Regions from separate parts of the Capsicum annuum genome. Here region 2 is linked to region 1. The links are chromatin contacts, called in public Hi-C maps. All regions are on one chromosome and are shown on one strand. The core of a region is the stretch at or near the end of the contact, and the rest is flanking DNA. Distances in the headings are between cores, read along the strand shown.

Region 1 (5,319 bases), core at 267-2,766:
AACAACCATCAACATACACTAATTACTTATTCAACTCTTCAAAAATCCATATGGTCCAATTCGTACCGTAAATAGCATAATTGAAGCTTTTGTGCTTGAAAACTCCATTGAGTTGTCTTAGTACTCCTTCCATCCCAGTTCATTTTCATTTTCTTTTCACTAGGGGTTTTAACGACTTCCTACTATTACACTCTTTTCCTTTCAAGACATCCAAGATGTTGACATTTCTAACATATTTCGATTACATTAAACTATTCAATTTTACACTTGATGTATGTTTTCTCGATCAATTAAAATTTTCAACTACTATAGTATGTTCTTCAACTATCACTACTATAAAACTATACCTCACATTAACATCAACTATCCGTGGCAAAGTTTTGTGTTTTTGGGTAATTAGGACTACCCACAGATAGTAACTTGTGCAATGCTTGTAATTGTCCTTAGATTTGTTACTATTTGTTGTTTCTTCGTACTTCCACTACCACATTGTCTTATTGTAGTATTGTCAGAACTATCTGTTGTTTTTAGTTACTATCTATTGTTTCTTGAAATCCAATTATTTCTTTTTCTGAACTTATTTGGACTGTTTTTCTTGAGCCAAGGTCTATTGAAAATAACCCTCCTATCTCTAAGGAAGGGGTATGGTCTGCATACACTCTACACTCTATGTTGTTGGGTAATTAGGACTACACCCAAGGGTGTGGCCCAGTGCTTCAATGAAATTGGGATGAGCGTCATGAGGTCTTAGGATCAATTCCTAAGCAGAGACAAACACTTGGTGTTTTCTTCCCACGTGTTCTAGCCTTGGTGGACAGAGTTACCTAGAAGCTGTTGCTGGTGGGAGGTGGGAGGTGGCAGGTGCACGCAAGCTGGCCCAACAACACGGTTACCAAAAAAATAAAAAATTAGGACTACAAATAATTTGGTTGTGCACTCTATTAATGTAGGTCATTCATTTTTAAACGGAGGGAGTAAGAAAAAACGAACCTTATCGGGAGGGGATTTAGACAAGTGTTCCATATAGGCCTTGCGTAGTTGTAAATTCTTAGGAGGTAATTGGGGGACATTGAGAACAATATCGACACAGAGATTTCCAAGAGTGGCAATATCAATATCTTTCACAGCAGCAGCGGCGGCGATACTTGTGAATTTTGTGGAGAAGCCATTATTATTAGGGCCACGGAGTTTAGGGATAGAAATTTCAATGCCTCGACAATTGAGAATTGAATAACCAAACTTGTTTCTGTGTCGGGGGATTATAGAAGAACTAGGGTTTCGGTATATGGAAGGACTGAGAGTGAATAACAAGGCATTGTGGTGGGTTGCTGCACAATTGGATATGATGGCGTGATGATGCATTCACGTAATGCTCAGCACAAAAAATCAAAGGGCAAAAAATGGAAATCCACGGGAATAGAGTGCAGACAAGGCAAAGTTAATATGGCGAAAATGGAAATGAAGTGGGAATAGGATAATGGATTTTTTTATACAATAAGGCAAAAAATGATATAATATGTACACGTACATGACAAAGAAAGAAGAGAAGAAAAATCGTCAGGAGACTATAGTAAAGCTGAAAGGTTGGTTAACATAAATAGAATTTAGATAATTAATTATATATTTAATATATTTTTAATTATTTTAAATTATTAATTATTATAATTTATTATTATAATTTATAATAATTTTTATGTAATTTTAAAATAATATATGTTACTCTTTTTGTTCAATTTTTTGTGATATTGATAGTTAATTATATTTTTAAAATAATTTAAGTGTTTAATTATTGAATTTTATAATACTTTTTTTTTATTTTAATTTAAGTGGCACTACTATAATTTTGAGAGCTCAATCAAATATTTTATATCCTTACAAAAATTTAAGTTGTTAATTATTATGATTTATAAATTTTTTTATGTATTTTTTGAAATATATAACAAATTGATTTTCTTAGATATTTTAAGTTGTTAACTGTTGTAATTTATAATACTTTTACGTAATTTTCAAATAATACATGTTACTCTCCTTGTCCAAATTTATGATATTGATAGTCAACTATATTTTTAACTATTTTATTTTAAGTGGCACTAATATAATTTCGAGAGTTAACCAAATATTTTCTATCGTTTAAATTTTTTAAGTTGTTAATTATTGTGATCTATGGTATTTTTTACGTATTTCTTTGGAATATATAACAGATTAAAAAAAAAAGTAAGACAAATAAATTAAAATGGATGAAAAAAATGAAAGCAAGGGATATGACCAATGAAGTTGTGCAAGCAGGCAGATTGACCTTTAAATTTTTTAAGTTGTTAATATTGTGATTTATAGTATTTTTTATGTTTTTTAAAAATATATAGCAGATTAATTTTTTTATAGATATTTTAAGTTGTTAACTATTGTAATTTATAATATTTTTTATGTAATTTACAAATAATATATGTTGCTCTCTTTGTTCAAAATTTTGTCATTGATAGTCAATTATATTTTTTAAAATAATTTAATTTTTTAATCATTGTGATTTATAATATTTTTTCTTCTATTCCAATTTAAGTGTCATGATACTTAGATGATCATAATAATTAATAAGAGGTGATATAGTAAAATCACGATTGAAGCTGCGAAGCAGACATGTCTTAAATGACTTATAATAACTAATTTGAAGTGATATGACAAAATCACTGTAAAAAATATTTGTAAAAAAAATGGGCGGGCCTCATATAAGACATCAAGTTAATTTAACATTGAATATTATTAATTTTTTAATACTTAGATGACTTTATAATAATTTTTAATATTAATATCTTAATGCTTAGATGACTTATAATAATTAATTAGAGATGATATAGTAAAATTACGATTGAAGCAGCTGAAGCAGACATGTCATAAATTTCTATTTTATTTTTTTATTAAATATTATTAATTTTCTAATACGTAAATAACATATAATGATTAATTAAGAGTGATATAGTAAAATCACGGAGCAATCAACTGAATGGTCAGTAAGTAAGACGATCGGAAGCTGCTCTCTCCCTCTTATATTAGAATTTTTAACAATTGAAAGCTGCTCACTCGCTCTTATAATATAAGAGAATTTTTAAGTATTTTTTCCACAAGTAATTCTTTCAAATAAGTACTTTTAGGAATAAATTAATTTGTAACTTATGGAAAACAACTTTTGTTATTCCCTAGTAAGCAACTATTTTCTCTCAAAAGTGTGGCTAAACACTATACTTTTTAAAAAATAAGTTTTTTTTTTTAAAAAAAAAAGTTTAGGCAAACACGCTTCAAGTCTCATTTATTGTAAGTATATGTATTAGCCTTAATAAGCAGTGGCAGGCCCAGGATTTAATGATTGTGGATACTTAAAAAATTAAAAAGCTAAAAACAAGTAAAAAATTATCTCAATGAGCTTTGAACCTAAGATGCCCCTTCTAGTGGAGAAGCTTAAGATAAATCTAAATATCGTTGCACCTAGCCAACTTTTTATTTTAGTGAGTACTTTTATATCTTTTATACCTATTTTTTGATATTTTCTATGTAATTATACTTATTCCACATCGAGTTTACTGAGTGCCGGAGCACCCCAAAAAACAATGTAGGTTCGCCCCTGTTAATAAGTTGTAAAATCTCAATTAGATTTTGGTTAATATTGATATGTACAATTAAAGAATGTGATATATTTTACGTAACTACATAACACAAAAAAATTCTAAAATTTGAGGTGAATAGATACAATTATCATATATCAAGATGATTAGCTGAAACAAATCATAATTAAAGTATCCGAAATTTTTTTACTACAAGTTGAACAATATATGTATAAACAACGTAAACCCCAAGTGTTTCCTACATAATTACACTCTCTCCCAACTTTTATAATAATTACATAAAATTTCATCTATGATACATTACTGTACGTTCTGATACATCATGTTATGATACATAAGTAAGATATTAAATCTAGTTAAAAACGGAAAGAAACGATAATTAAGCTAACCGTTGAGCAATTAACGCGCTTATCATAGGAACTGATGGTTAAAATGTATACAATACATAACAACACCATTTTTTTGGAATTTGAAAATTCAATTCTTGTTTGTTTCATTGTTTTATTTCAGAAAAAAATTATTCGATCGGTCATACTGCTTTCGTCATGAATATTTCAATTTTGTTGAGACATTCTGAAATTTGGCAAAACAAAATTATTTATGAGAATTATTGAAGTGATGAATTTGTAGTTAACGAAAGTGTTTCGTATATGCAGTTGATTTTCGCCATTGATGCGGAGCTTGATATAGATGAATCAAAGAAAAACATTGATGTTCGATACATTGTTGATGGAATGAAGAAAGAGAATTTGATGTTGAAATTGGTGCAATGGTTTGAATACGTTATGAACATCTCCATTATATTGAGATTTTACAGTGTTTGAATGATTAAACTTCAATACGAACAATACAAAAGTAATGAAATTGTTGTTGGAGTAAGTGTTTCGTTTTATAGATTGATTTCGAGAATCACAGTCAAATTTGGTTTTGATTAATGAAGAGAAAAAAATCGACACCATATACGTTGTCGAAGAAAATTCATCGCCAATGGTGATTCGAAACGACAATGAAGTAAAGCTTTATGTTGAGTTCAAGAATAATATTTTTTGGATTTGTAATGTAGCTCGAATAACTATATATTGGTGTTGTAATATGATATATTACTACTTATAATAGTTCAATTGCATATAAAAAATTAATTTCATATGTTTTTTAATATGTTTCATATGATAGATTAGTTTCATATGTTTCATAAGAGACGATTAGTAGAATAGTGTTGTTGGTTTGTATGGTACACTTTTCATCATATTTTTTAATATTGTGTCAGGTTTTTAAAACCTACATGTTGATATTTTATTTATGTATCATTTTTTTTATATTATATTTTTTTTACTGATATATTTAGCTAGGGTTATTTGTTGGTTGATGTTCTTTGCTGTAGTAATATGATACATTACTGGTTATGACAGTTTTAGTGTACATGAAAAATAATATCATACGAAATGATAAGTAGAATAGTGTTGTTGGTTATTATTAGGGGTGTTCATGGTTTGGTTAAAAATCAAACCGAACCGCGAACCAAACCAAACCGATTAAAAAAACGACATTTGGTTAGGTTTGGTTTGGTTATAAATTCTTAAAACTGATACTTATGTGGTTTGGGTTGGGTTTTACTCAAAATAACCGACAAAATAACCAAACCGAACCAATAAATTTTTTCTTTTTTATGTATATATATACATACATACATACATACATACATACA
Region 2 (5,166 bases), core at 517-3,016, 240 kb after region 1:
ATTTTAAGTTGTAAATTATTGTCATTTATGATATTTTTACGTTATTTTTAAATAATATATATTGCTTCTTATGTTTCAATTTATGGGGCCAATAGAATTTCGAGAGTCAATAAACTTTTTTATGTCCTTCAAGTATCTTAAATCGTTAATTAATGTAATTTATAAAAACTTTTATAAAATTTTTAAATGCATAATAAATAAAAAATACGACAGACAAACTAAAATAGAATAAAATAATAATATATAAAAAGTGAGCTTGATCGACAAGCTGACACGACAATACCCAGCTGCTTCCCAACCCATTTATATATATATTAGTAATAATTTAAATAAATCAAACTTTGTTTTTTTAAGTATGGAATAAATATGTATCTCTCTCCTAGTTTTATTTCTCGAAGAATTACATTGCGAGAAACTGACAAACCGATCACTTAAATTTGATAAGGGAAGTTTAAGATGATCGATTAAATTTATTATGACCAATTTCAATTTTTAAAATTTAACAAAAGCAAAATGTTCAATAGTCGTTAAATATTTAACAAATTTTAATTGTTAAATTTATCAAAAGTTCTAGAAGAAAAAAAAATTAATGGGAACTCACATCTAAAAGTGTAGATTTGCAGTTTCAACTATTTTGGTTCATTTCTAGAGTCGGATACAATTTTAGTGTGCAAGTTCTAATATTTTATGAGACTTTTCTAATGTTTTTGGCAACATTTTTACAATTCGGTTAAATTTAATTGTCATAGGTTATTAAATATTTGACGCTTAAAAATTTTAAGTACTCCTTTTTGAAAATTAAAACTACGAAGTACATTAAAAAACTATTCAAATCAACCCCGAATTAAAGACACTTTAATTATTTTTTCAGTACATTACTCTCTTCTCCGGGTTGTTGAAGGTATAAATGTTTCTAGTATATTTTATTTCCTTTGCACCAATATAATTTAAAATCGATCAATATAATGTTAGATTAATCGTTTGGAGAATATACAGTATTAATTATCATTATCTTTTTTTTTTATTTACACTCATTTTATTTTTGGCCAAAATCATAATATCAAAAGATTAAAGGAATTTATGTATCTGACTAAACTTGTTCACAAACATATAATATTTGCGGTTCACTCAATTAAATCTTTATTAATATTTTATCAGTTTTAAATTAAGTGGTGGTTTTAGCTTGTCATATACTTTATTAAACTACACATTTCTAAAAAAAAAAAAAAGGTATTTTTACTATTTGAAGAAAGAAATGACTTTTAATGAAGTAAAATTTCATTATAAAACTAGGATAATTTTAAAACAAAAACATCATTAATGAATCTAAGTCACCATTTATCAAGAAACAAAATGGAAAACTACTAAAGTAACATTTATTTAGTAACTAAGTGAGTACTCTCCATTTATTTAGTAGCTAAGTGAGTATTCTCTCTTTCCTATTTTAATTGGACATATTTTATTTTATATGGTGATTAAGAAATTACAAATTGTATAATTAATTGTACTAATTTACTCATTATCCATATTAATGATATTCATTGGACACAAGAATAAACATTGAAATTGTAATTGTTTACATTAACGTATACTATAAAAAAATAATTAATTCTATACTGATTTAATAAGTGATCAACTAATATGAGATATTTATTTTTAGTAAAATAACAGGAAGGAAGTAATATATTTAACAATCAATATTTATCTTAAAAGAGTGTAGAAAATATTAAAAAGGACATGTAAGGTAGGCAGCTTTATTGCAAACCACAAAAGGGAAAAGAAAAATAAAGAAAAAAAGATCAAAATTAATTAAACAGAAAATTGAAAAAAAAAAAAAACATATAGAAAATAATAATAAAATAAAAAATTAGAAGTGCAGAATTAGAAGGATAGAGAAGTCAGCGAAGCATTGTGTCATGTTTTACGCAGACAACCAGGAATCTCAATTTCTGTTGGTTCCAACGGTCATTCTTCCTTTGGAACCAAACCAATTCTTTCCTTTTTATTTTTCCAATTAATTAATCATCTTTGCTGATTTTTCAGCCTTTCTTGATTACATCCGCAGGTATGATCTTGAAATTAATCTGAATTCATTTTTTAAAATCATTTTCTGGGGTTTTATTTTTTGTTTATTCTTCCATATTGTTACATGCAAATGTATGTGTATGTGTTGTGGGTCAATATTAATTATTCTTTTTACATTTGTAGGCATTCTTGAGTTTGTCTTATGATTTCTTGGGTTTTCAGGGTCAAAATTGCTGATATAGATTTGAGGAAGGGTTACTTTTTTGTAATTGATATATGTTGAGTAATTGATATGAAATGGCCCCAAATTGAATAGGAGCAATTAGTTTTTGATTGAGGAGCAATTGTTGTGGTTGTTGTTGGGAGATTAACAAGTGCTTTATTGGTTTGATTCACTGGAAATGTAATGTGATTTGGAGAATTACAAGTTCTTTTTGTGGGCAATGGCTGCCGGAGGGATTTCATCTGTTAAACAGAGAAATCCGTGGCGATTTATGACAGTCTTGTCTTGTGCGGCTTGTGAATGGTTCTTGATGTTTATGTTGTTTCTAGACGCGGCACTGTCATATTTGATCACAAAATTTTCTAGTTACTATGAGTTGCAGACGCCGTGTATGTTGTGTTCAAGGTTTGATCACATACTTGGGGATAAGAAAAATGGATGTTATAAGAGAAATCTTTGTAGGAACCATAAAGAGGATATATCATTTCAACTGTTTTGTCATATTCATGGTAATCTAGCCGATGTCCGTGCTATGTGTGAAGAATGCCTTGTATCATTTGCTACTGAGAACATACGTGTTAGAGAGTCAGAACACTTGATTGATAAACTGTGGAATAAGAGCTTTATACCTACTTCTCCCGGACCATGGAGCTGTTCTTGTTGTCAGAAGACTTGGAGGGCTCGATCAAGTGCTCAAAGATTGCTCCAGCTAACTTCAGTTGGTTTTGGAGCTTCTAAGGCCAATGTCAAGCCTCCTCTGCCATGGGCACCAGGTCGTAGCCGTTTCAGCCGCCGTGATAGCTTTAAGAAGATCAGGGATAAAATTTCTGGGCCAGAGTCACCTAGGACAAGAGCTTCTGCTCTTGATCCCTTATCACATGTAGGATATACGGAGTTGAAGATTACTTCAGATTCTGAGTCAGAAATCCAGATTTCTGATGATGATGACGGATGTTCTGCTACTCGTGGTAAAAATGATTCGAGATCAGAAGATAATGTTCGACATGGCAAAGGGATAACAAATAAAAGAGGAACTGAGCCTGTGTCTCCAGAGAATCAACCTCACCAGTCCACTGAATCCAAGCCTTCTCTTCTGGATCAGCCCATGCAGCAGACTGCCAGCTCGGGCAAATCTGTGAGCTGTCAGACATCTGATGATTTTATAGGGCATGGCTTAGCAGAACTTGATTGGGAAAGTCTTTCTCCTAAGGCCGGTGCTTCTATGCTGCCAGCGTTCATTTCATCATATAATATTACCCCTTCACCCAACCTTTTAGAAGATCATCATCACACATCTGGAGAGTTTTCAAAGTCCAATATGTTTCTCCCACGTGTCTCAGACCTCTCTGCACTTTCGGAGATTATATCAGTGACCAATATATCTTCTTCATCCAGTATCGAAATCCATGAGACGGGTAAGCTGATCTTTCTCTTTGATTGATGTATTTGTGTGTTTTATACACTTGTTTGTTCTGTCTATGCAAATTATATTTACCTATTGAGTTATTCCATAAAAAAAACTTCTGAATTCCTATTTTTCATTTGTTTGTCTTTATAAAATGATTTTGTAGAATTGACTGAAGCTAATGATGAAGGAAACATCTTAACCGAGAAGAATAATGCAAGACCTCCAGATCATTTAGATGACAGTGCTCCATCCCTATCAAACCAAAAAAATCAAGCTGATATATCCGTTCTGGGAAACAGAGGGAGAAAACTATCAGATAGGCTTGGAGAACCAAGTGCAATTAGTGATTCTGCAAACGCTGGAGAAGGTACGAAGTCGCTTCCACAACTTTCTACTTCTGGAGTGGATGAATTGCAAACTGCAAGTCTTAGGAATCATCACGTAGATGACTGCCAAAAAAGTGATCCTTCTAGCTCTGACGGGGTACATATGCTTCAAACATCTAGCTTCATGGAGAGAGATGATTCCACAATTGCTGGAGAAGGTATGAAGTCACTCCCCCAACTTTCTACTTCTGGGAAGGATGAATTGCAAACTGCAAGTCTTAGGAATCATCACGGTGATAACCACCAAAGAAGTGATGCTTCTAGCTCTGACGGGGTACATATGCTTCACACATCTACCTTTATGGGGAGAGGTGATTCTGCAAACGCTGGAGAAGGTATGAAGTCGCTTCCCCAACTTTCTACTTCTGGAATGGATGAATTGCAAATTGCAAGTCTTAGGAATCATGATCATGGTGATGAACACCAAAGAAGTGATGCTTCTAGGTCTGACGGGGTACATATGCTTCAAACATCTACCTTCATGGGTAGAGATGATTCTGGTAATGAATCAGTAGATGGATTGAGCGTCAGTGAAATTGAGGGTGAAAGTACTGTTGATAGGTTGAAACGACAAGTTGAACATGATCGGAGATACGTAAATGCTCTTTACAAGGAACTGGAGGAAGAAAGGAGTGCGTCCGCCATTGCCACTAATCAGGCAATGGCCATGATCACTAGGTTGCAGGAGGAGAAGGCATCACTTCATATGGAGGCCTTGCAGTATTTAAGAATGATGGAAGAGCAAGCCGAGTATGATATGGAGGCACTAGAAAGGGCTAATGATCTCCTTGCTGAAAGGGAAAAAGAGTTGCAAGATCTGGAAGAAGAGTTAATATTATATAGGAATAATCTTCCAGATGAATTAGCAGCAGAGGATCCACGGAAGGAAAACAAATACCTGAAAGGAGAAAATGTACTAAATGAGAATCATAGTTTAGAAAATGTTGAAAACAAGCTCAGTGGCAGTTCAGATTCGAAAACTGTTAAAGTATCCAAAATCTGTGATAAACCTAGACAGTTTAATGATTCAATGTGTAGCTTCGAGGATGAAAAGCTTCGTATTTTAAAACACCTAGAGAACTTGGAGAAAAAGCTTTCTCAAATTTCTGCCAGGCAGGCCACAG

What was found. Hi-C and Micro-C count contacts between places; a contact is called where the count stands out from the background.
Region 2: a contact with region 1 is called in a Hi-C map of leaf, with 2.3 times the contacts expected there. The contact joins the promoter of LOC107863867 here to the promoter of LOC107863868 in region 1. A contact is called at or near these places in 2 of 5 Hi-C or Micro-C datasets (leaf and placenta).

Annotation. Positions count from the first base shown.
Region 1 is chr3:255,529,571-255,534,889 of UCD10Xv1.1, forward strand. It overlaps LOC107863868 (probable fructokinase-4), which reads right to left and starts at 1,517. Exons shown (of 5, transcript XM_016710046.2): 1 at 991-1,517. The coding sequence starts at 1,362.
Region 2 is chr3:255,771,233-255,776,398 of UCD10Xv1.1, forward strand. LOC107863867 (myosin-binding protein 1) reads left to right here and starts at 1,767. Exons shown (of 4, transcript XM_016710043.2): 1 at 1,767-2,065; 2 at 2,209-3,663; 3 at 3,820-5,166. The coding sequence starts at 2,469.